3 separate regions of the Zea mays genome follow, and all the other regions are linked to region 3. A link is a contact called in public Hi-C data. All regions are on one chromosome and are shown on one strand. Each heading gives the region's core, a stretch centred on a gene start, on an enhancer-like site or on the middle of the called end of the contact. The rest is flanking DNA. Distances are from core to core; before and after follow the strand shown. Region 1 holds the start of LOC100273464 (lysine ketoglutarate reductase trans-splicing protein). Region 2 holds the start of LOC100279503 (Topoisomerase II-associated protein PAT1). Region 3 holds the start of LOC100384179 (SGNH hydrolase-type esterase superfamily protein).

Region 1 (3,140 bases), core at 104-2,603, 500 kb before region 3:
TAACAAATACGATACCTAATTTAGGCCAATACAGACATATAAGTATACAGCTAATATGGCAACACAAGAAGGCAGTAGTGTGTTGAAGTACCTCGGGAATTTCATCAGTGTTAGATTCAGAACTATTCTTTTTATGATTGTTTGCAGATGCCCAAGCATGGTTCAACAATGTCTGGGTTGTGATGCCAGAGTTCCTATCTTCGATATAAGAGATGATACTCGAAGGGAAGTGAAGCTGCAAGCCACATTAGAGTAGTGTTTTCCCCCTTCTCTAAAGCAAGTATATGAGACACAAAAACAAGAGAGGCAAGTGTGTCAATTTACCTTGGTTATGTTGACTGTAGGGAAGGAGATCCCAAACAGGTAACCCAGCATGACACCTACAACTGCCGAAAATATGAGCCGCATTCCCTCATTCGATCTTGGCATGCTGTTAATAACAAAAATTGGCAGTAAAATTACGATGAGTGGCACCGAGGACATAAAATTGCCCAACATTAGGTACACTAGCAGTTAAATCTACAGACTGAACAAGAACTGCTTATGAAGTTTGTGGATGTGGTAGTGAACATACCTACGGCCACTGCCATTGAGAGGCTTTGCCATAGGAACTGCAGAAGTTCTCCCAGCAGGAACTTAATATTAGCTCAACAGCACAAGCAGTATTGACTATCCACGGAACTTGCCCCGCTGCAGTTGTTGAGCCAAAAGAGGGAGAGAGAAAGAACAAATCAGATCTTCTTGCCAAGCAAGGTATTTTGCCGAACAGAGCAATTATTAAGCAGGGTACGATGCTGAAAAGGGGGGGGAAACTTTTTTGTTATTTCTGTCAATAGACGCGTATAGACTTGAGAAGACTAAGAAGTCGATCTCGAAGCCATGACCAACTTGCGACTAGTCTAACAAGAGACGCGTATAGACTTTGAGATTGAGACGACCGGGACGGAATCTCGCAGCAAAAATTTAAATTTTTATGCAGTGGCGAGGAAAGATTTGGACTTGCACCGTCCGGACAAATCACGACACGGTGAAATCAACCCGGGCATACCAATTAGAAGAAATCAGCCGGAAAACGGCAGGATCTCCGCTCCTCCACCGTAGAAGGGCAGCAGGGGAGGACCAACCGAGTACTAGGACGGCTGCCCGCGGTGGACGGTAAGGAAGGCAACGCGACGGCGAGACGGCTTTGTTCGGGCGGAGGCAGAGGGCGCGGCGGGGAGACCGAGGGCCGCGTGCCGGCGGCGTGCTTGACGGGGCGATGCAAGTAACTGGGTAGAGGCGACTAGAAGAGGACTAGGCTAGCATGTTGTATGTATGTATTTGGAGTTTTGGACGATGCAAACACCGCAGCCTACAGAGAGGACGATGCAGGTGGGCAGTAATGGAATTTGGGATTGTTGAGCTGGGCGCAGCACAGGATCTGGTTGTCCCACACATGGCAAGCAATCATTCACAAATCACCACCACGCCCTATCTGAGCTCTACGGTTCTACCCTTGTCAAAATGCTCTAACATTGTGGCATCCTCTCCTGTTTCCCCGGTGTGCTGCGCTATCGATTTTTTCCAAATGCATTCCACGGATCAATAATTTATACGATCAAATAAAAGAAAGTTTTTTCGCGTCCGATTTTAGTAACAAAATTATATAATTTCTTTACTCGGTAAACCAATAGGTTCAACGGTCGTCGTGTGTCAACCCCATTAAAAAAACTTATATTTTTGTATAATCAACTCGTGGCCAACCACACGAATCCACGACACGTATAGGATGCTTCTCCTCAATCTCATCATCCCAGCAAGTGCCCGGGCGAAACTGATGAGCATGCTTCTCTAGATGTAAAACCCCAAATCTTTGGGATTCAAGAAATTTTTGTTCAATAAACATAGGTTAAATTGTCCTTAATACATGTTTTTCTACTTTGGAGTTATGATCTTAAAAATAAATAAGGATAGCATTAAACTTCGATGACTCAAATCTAGATTGGACTTTTTAAATTTTAAACATAATTTTTAATCTCAGAAAAATAAATAATAGGAGGATTTAGCTTGTCAAAATATAGCAATAATGAGACTCCTTCCCTTGTCTTATCCTTTCGCTATTTAACTTTACTTTGCAGCTACCAATTTCAGTTAGAAGTAGGAGTTCCGATACTAATTTCGTTCTTTCAACGAAGGAATTCGAGGGCAGCTTCTCAAAATATAGGAGTGCTATCATATCGCATCCCAACTCTTCTTCAGCATTAAGGATCTGCCTTACTTACTGAATTACTTACGAAATCTCTTTCATTCAGACAGGATCTACGCTTTACTTTCGACTATTTATTTGAGTGAATACTCCTTTCATCAATATTATATTTAGAGACATTTATTAAAGTAAGTAATAAATAAGTAAAAGAAACTTTGCATCCATGCCGAGATTTTAATTTGTGCATCTAAATTGGCTTGAAGTTTGAACTATATTTATAGGTAATTCGAAATTTGAATTCAAACTTGATTTGAAATTAGGAAAGTGAAAACAGAAAAGAAAAAAGGTAAAGCCGACCCGTGGGCCGAATCCCTCTTCCCGACCTAGCATACAACGGTAGCCCTTAACACCGCGGCCCATTGGCGCGTGGCAGCCCACTCTTATGACTGACGCAACGGGCCCACTCCTCAGTTCGGGTCTCGCGCACATACACTGGACGTCGCTTACAAGTGGGGTTCGCCGGTCGATCGCACGCACACACGCCTATGTCACCTACACATGGGACCCAATCGTCAGGGGCTTCTTTAATACCCAATTTGTAATACAAATATTAAAGGAGACATTATTTTCCTTATATGTGCCATCTCTATTTACCATCACATGTGAACAATCTTATCTAAGTATGAAATTAGCCAAGAACATATAAATAACAAGTGCATCATGTTGGAGTTTATTTGATTGTGCATTTGAAAATAATAACAATGATATTAATAAAATACAATGAAGATTTGAAATAAACCCCAAATTGAAATTTAGGAGAATTTGGAAAATAGGAAAAGAGGAAAGGAAGAGGTATCATACAATACCAGATAAAATTATAAATAAATAACTTCTTCATAATTTGGTATAATCAAGTGGAACATTTAGTCTGAGTACACACATGTCACAAAGTTGA
Region 2 (2,828 bases), core at 207-2,706, 290 kb after region 3:
GTTTTCAGAATCACAAAAATGACAATGCCAGCATGTATGAACTTACGTGACACAAAATTGTTGGTACCCTCTACCAGGCTCCGAATGACAAACAGAATGATAATAGAGAGCAAGCAAAGAATGGTCAAATCAACTCCTTCAAGACTCATCCCTCAAGTTCTAAATTGAAAAGTGAGCATGCTACCTTCTCATGTAAAAGGAAGCTTCATAATAACTAACAATTCTTTGGTTTATAAAACCACAAACATATAACTTATTCACTGTGTCATCTTTGTTATCAACAAAGAAAAAAATCGATAACATTTATCACTTCAAACATATGTAAGCTCTGTCAAGCACAAAAAATGATCATCTACACTACCTCCAACATATTATCCCTCCCATAAAGAGGGTTTTCTTCATCTTCGTGCTCAATAAATGCAGCATCATCATCATCATCCAATCCACCTAGTTCAACCTCCTCCACGGCATTGTTGCCAAAGAAAGCATACTGTGATGCATCAAATTTGGTATCGCCTGTACAGGGATATCAATAATCTGGCAATCAGTATCAGATGCCATAGGGCAAATATAGCAAAAACAAGACTAGATATAGCAGGCTAAGAAATTGTTACAGAGTACAACAGCTTCAAAGAAGTTCCCAGCAGTAAGGCAGCTTAAAATGAGCTCAAAACGGAACACTGCATCAGAACCATTGGAGATTCACAACCTATTCCCTCACTAGACTAAAAGCTAATCCAAGCAATGGTGGACATCAGAACTAACTGCAACAGACGTCATTAGCTATCCATGACCGCTGTAGCAAAATTATTCAACCAATTGTTAAGATAATATCAAATGCCAACAAACCCCATAGAAAAATCTCAACTCATTGATTTCGGAAAAACTGTTTATTGACAGTGTAAATAATCTGAAAAAAAAAAGAAAAGTCAAGGGGAAACGAATATGGTTCACCGGAACAACTCCAATCGCTATCATAAGAACCAAATGAAAAATGTACACTCATGGGAATACAAATAAACTAGGAGGAATTGATTGAACACCTGATTCCATGGCAGGGGTAGCGTCTAGCCCCCAAAAAAATTCTGGGAGACAAGTTGCTACGAGCAGAACATCCGCCACCAAGGTATCCAAGAAGCTGAATCCACCACCGGATGGGTTGGGTTAGCGCCGGGTCACAAACAAATCCAAAGCTACCTGCACGGGGAGTAAGCGAGACACGGATCTGACTGCATGGACTCGCAGCAAAGAGAAACCAAAACGAAACTCCTACATGAACAATTCCTTACCGATAACACAAATCACGCTGGCTGGATCTCCCAGATGCGCGACGCGAATAAAGGGGAGAAGGGATGACGATGAGAGAGAAATTCGAGGTGTCGCTCGGCAGTGGAAGGAGGACGTCGGTCTCTCTTACGGCGGCGGCGGCCAATCGAGGGTTCGGCTGCCCGATGGTATGACGTAGGCAGGAGTCCCGGAGGCGGAAGGGGTCGGGACTGGGACGACTGGACGAGGCTTTTTTTTCCTTCTTTTCCCGTGAGAAAGCACCGGCCCTAAAGATAGGGACATTATCTTTGGATTTTTTTTTTGTTTCCCATTACAACCGTCTGTCGAGTTTTTTTTAAAAAAAACTCAGGTATTCCAACTTCTTAAAATTATTACTCCAAGACAGATAATTAGGATTCTAGTATTATAACATCTGCCATATTGAAGATTGGTTATCGTATGTGTTTTAAACCCTGTCTATAGTTTTCTCACGCCGGGCTCTCTCACGGCGGCTGTTACTGGATTTTCTCCTCTCTACTTGTCATCCTGTTGCTAAAAACACATCTCAAGTTAGACTCGTCCATGAGTAGTCGTCATCCATTTCTCCTAGCCGCTCTTGGTTCGCGCTCGTTGAAAATGGAGGCGTCGATGCAGTCCAAGCTCCCCTTTCCACGCTGCCGAGAGCGCTCTCGTCCATGAGTAGTCGTCATCCATTTCTCCTAGCCGCTCTTGGTTCGCGCTCGTCGGAAATGGAGGCGTCGATGCAGTCCAAGCTCCCCTTTTCTCATTACTCCTCAAGACCATGGTAGTTTGGTAAGAGATTTATATTTGTTCTTGCTATATTACTGCATGTTTCATTCACTATTAGATTTTAGACGCCATCAGAAAGCAGAGTACATGAATTTGACATGGTTCAGTCACTATTGCGTCACATGAATTTGGAATGGTTCAGTCACATGAATTTGTAATGGTTCAGTCACTATTACGTTTACAAAACTGAGTCCCTATTCCAAATTATCTCGTTACCCTCAACTCAGTCACCATTTGAGTTTATAGAACTATACGCAGTCACTATTTTAGTGACTATTTGAGTTTACAGAACTATACTTGAGTTTACATAACTATACAGAATCTATGACAAAACGTAGGCAAATGACATTGTTAGGAGTAGGGGCACAGCCACCGTGGGTGCCTCGCTCGACACGAGCAACATTCTTTATGGCACTAGCAGAATACGCTTGCGCCATCGATAATCCAGCACACATGATTCGGTATGTTTTAGTGTTAGGAACATTATAGATTTGGATTGGCAATATTGATGTGTCAGAGAATCTCATTCTTCGATTTTTTGTGTAGGCATAGAGATTAAATAGAGTTTGGAATGGTGTTTTAGACGTCATTAGATAGATGCAAGTCTCAGCCGATGAGTTGAGGAGGTTGACCAGACGCAACCATGTGCTTGATTATGTAGAGTACCTGCACAAGAATAGTCTGATTAATGCCATAAGTGTTGTTACTGAAATTGCACAAGGTCTAGACCATGTGAGCACGGATCTAGAGGA
Region 3 (2,955 bases), core at 124-2,623:
GAGGAAGCCGTAGAGAGGGTAGAGGTCGGCTGCCCCAGGGGAGGAGAGGAAGAGGGAGGGGGCGGCCAAAAGGGGAGAAGGAGAGGGGGTCGGCTAGGGTTGGGAAGGAGGGGGGCACCCATCCATCGGATCGAGATCAAAGGCCCGAACACGCTCTCCCATCAGAGCTCAACTGTAACACCCCAGCGGAAAAAATGCCAAAAGATCTATTGTTTCTGTGAGGAATGCCTCCTGAAACTCCAAACCCCAATGCCACAGAACATGAAAGAAAGGAGAAAAAAGAAATTTAACCTCTTTTCAGAAAATTGGGATATCACAAGTTTGCACAACCAAGTGCCCATGAATCTAGCAATGCTAAAAATGTACAACACATCATAGACCATGCTAGTAATGCTTAGAAATATACAACACATCATTGGCCATCCAACCCTAGTACTTAGTGACATATCTAGAGTGGGTGAAAGTAATCAAGAGGGGAGAGAGACAAAGCACAGGGAGAAAAAGAGTAGGAATATACACCCAACATACACATCAAAGGCAGAAAGCCTAGCACATCTTTGGAAAAGAACAAAGAGTCATTGTAGTTGCGACACTGAACAAATCAACACCACAAGCTACAAAAGTATGGACATATCCGTAGGAGTTACGACTCAGAAAGTGAAATACAAACCCTAGAACATATTATCAAAGGTGAATCCATACAAACATAATGAAACATGTACTCAATCATAGCAGATGAGACAAATCCACAAATAAAAGGAAGAACGAAGAGGAAATCGATTAGCAATGTACCAAATACTAGGTATGACCAAACACAGCCGGTTACAACCTGCCAAAGTGCGACAATGTATTAACTTATCTACTTCCTGCGTCCCAAGCTATAAAATATTCTGATATTTCTATATTTATAGTTTTGATATATACCTATATACAACACGTCTAGGTGCATAACAAAAATTATAGATCTATAAAAGTCAAAACATCTTTTAATTTAGTAAGAAGTAAGGGTGGCAATGGACTCTAAATTTTACATTATAGAATTAACGGATTGGATTAAATAAGGATCGAACTTTATTTATATTTATTTTTAAACTAAAATTGATTAAAGGCTCAAATGAAATGAATTGTGAAGAAAACATTTGATCATGATCTATTATCACCGCAGTAAGGAGAGAGTACTAGATATATCCAAAATATATCTGATTGATCTTGCCTACTTGTGCGTTTCTCTTCTAGCATCATCTAATTCTAACCCCTAACTAGATCATCTTTAATTAATAAAATATAAAAAGGGAGGCCTAACTAGATTCGACCAGCAACCCACTTCAGTACTTCACAACACGACGTACGGGCCGGCAAGCCAAACGGCCCAGAGCACACTGCACACCACTACGCACTACCCGAGCGCGCCAACTCACCACCACCACCAAGCGCGCGCGCTGGAAATGGCGGTGGCGCCCTTGTTTGCCCTCCTAGTCCTGTTCCTCTCCGGTCCCCGCCGATGCGCCGCCGCCGCCGCCGCCGCCGCCGCCGCGGCCTCGCCGTCCTCACCTTCCCCGTCCCCGCGACCCGCACCGCTGGTCCCGGCGCTTTTCGTAATCGGCGACTCAACGGCCGACGTAGGCACCAACAACTATCTGGGCACGCTCGCCCGCGCCGACCGCGAGCCCTATGGCCGGGACTTCGACACGCACCACCCCACGGGGCGCTTCTCCAACGGCCGCATCCCCGTCGACTACATCGGTAATAAGGGCAGGCTCTGCGGCCTCCTCTCGTTGTTTGGTTCAGCCACACTTATTGGAAAGATCGATTTGTGCAGCTGAGCGACTGGGCCTCCCCTTCGTGCCTCCCTACCTTGAACAGAGCATGCGCACGGGCGCCGGCGGCGTTGGCCTCACAAACATTGATGGGATGATACAAGGCGTCAACTACGCGTCGGCGGCAGCCGGCATCATCTCCAGCAGTGGCTCTGAGCTTGTATATACTCCCTCTGCTCCGAACGGTCATCCCAAATTTCTAGAGAGTTAAAGCATCTTGAGTTTGAGCAAAATTATATAATAAACAAATAACATTTATAACATGAAATGAATATCATTAGATTTTTCATCAATTATATTTTTATAGTATGTCTATTTAATGGCAGAAATCTTTGTAATTTTTTCATAATTTTGGTCAAACACTTTGATTTTTCCAAAGAAGTTGGGACGACTTATAATTCGAAACGGAGGGCCTACATCTATACTTCATATATCATCCCACGAATCCCATTACCCCAAATCTGGTGCTAACCTTAGCTGGCCAGCATCGTCATAATTTGGTTTACAAAAAAAATGTTCTTACTTTATGATCAGTTCAGTCAGTTTTGTGGTTCTTAAATTAATCGAGTGATTCTAGCTGTAATCTTGGTTGTGCTGTAGGGAATGCATGTATCGCTGACCCAGCAGGTGCAGCAGGTCGAGGACACATATGAGCAGCTATCACTGGCTCTTGGGGAGGCGGCAGCGGGCAACCTATTCAGGAGGTCCGTGTTCTTTGTGTCCATCGGGAGCAATGACTTCATCCACTACTACCTTCGCAATGTGTCTGGTGTCCAGATGCGGTACCTCCCTTGGGAGTTCAACCAGCTCCTTGTAAGCACAATGAGACAAGAAATCAAGGTGTGCTTCTTGTTCTCTAGTTAGGTCATTCAGTGCAGCATTAGAGTATCTACTTGCTAGGCTGTTAGTTATGTTCTTGTCCAAATCAGTGAGTTGGTGACATCATGCTTAATTAACCATTGCTAGCCTTGTGAGCCTGTGAGCATCAGTTGTGATACTTGTGTGGTTCAACTTCGTGGTGCTACTCTATTTAAGGTTTAGTTCTTTGATGAAATAGTTAGGGATTTCTATGCCTGAAATATTGCTATTCTATTTATAGTTTTGTTCTTTGATGAAATAGTTAGGGGTTTTCTATGCC

Evidence for each region. A called contact is a pair of places that touch in the nucleus more often than the background predicts.
Region 1: a contact with region 3 is called in a Hi-C map of leaf, with 6 times the contacts expected there. The contact joins the promoter of LOC100273464 here to the promoter of LOC100384179 in region 3. A contact is called at or near these places in 2 of 25 Hi-C or Micro-C datasets (endosperm and leaf).
Region 2: a Hi-C map of leaf shows a contact between it and region 3, with 5 times the contacts expected there. The contact joins the promoter of LOC100279503 here to the promoter of LOC100384179 in region 3. A contact is called at or near these places in 2 of 25 Hi-C or Micro-C datasets (ear and leaf).

What each region holds. Positions count from the first base shown.
Region 1 is chr5:134,248,944-134,252,083 of Zm-B73-REFERENCE-NAM-5.0, reverse strand. It overlaps LOC100273464 (lysine ketoglutarate reductase trans-splicing protein), which reads right to left and starts at 1,353. Exons shown (of 14, transcript NM_001156498.2): 1 at 1,049-1,353; 2 at 575-690; 3 at 325-430; 4 at 92-235. The coding sequence starts at 606.
Region 2 is chr5:133,454,603-133,457,430 of Zm-B73-REFERENCE-NAM-5.0, reverse strand. It overlaps LOC100279503 (Topoisomerase II-associated protein PAT1), which reads right to left and starts at 1,456. Exons shown (of 6, transcript NM_001152504.1): 1 at 1,290-1,456; 2 at 1,044-1,197; 3 at 362-516. The coding sequence starts at 1,053.
Region 3 is chr5:133,747,626-133,750,580 of Zm-B73-REFERENCE-NAM-5.0, reverse strand. LOC100384179 (SGNH hydrolase-type esterase superfamily protein) reads left to right here and starts at 1,373. Exons shown (of 5, transcript NM_001176755.1): 1 at 1,373-1,743; 2 at 1,820-1,977; 3 at 2,418-2,657. The coding sequence starts at 1,446.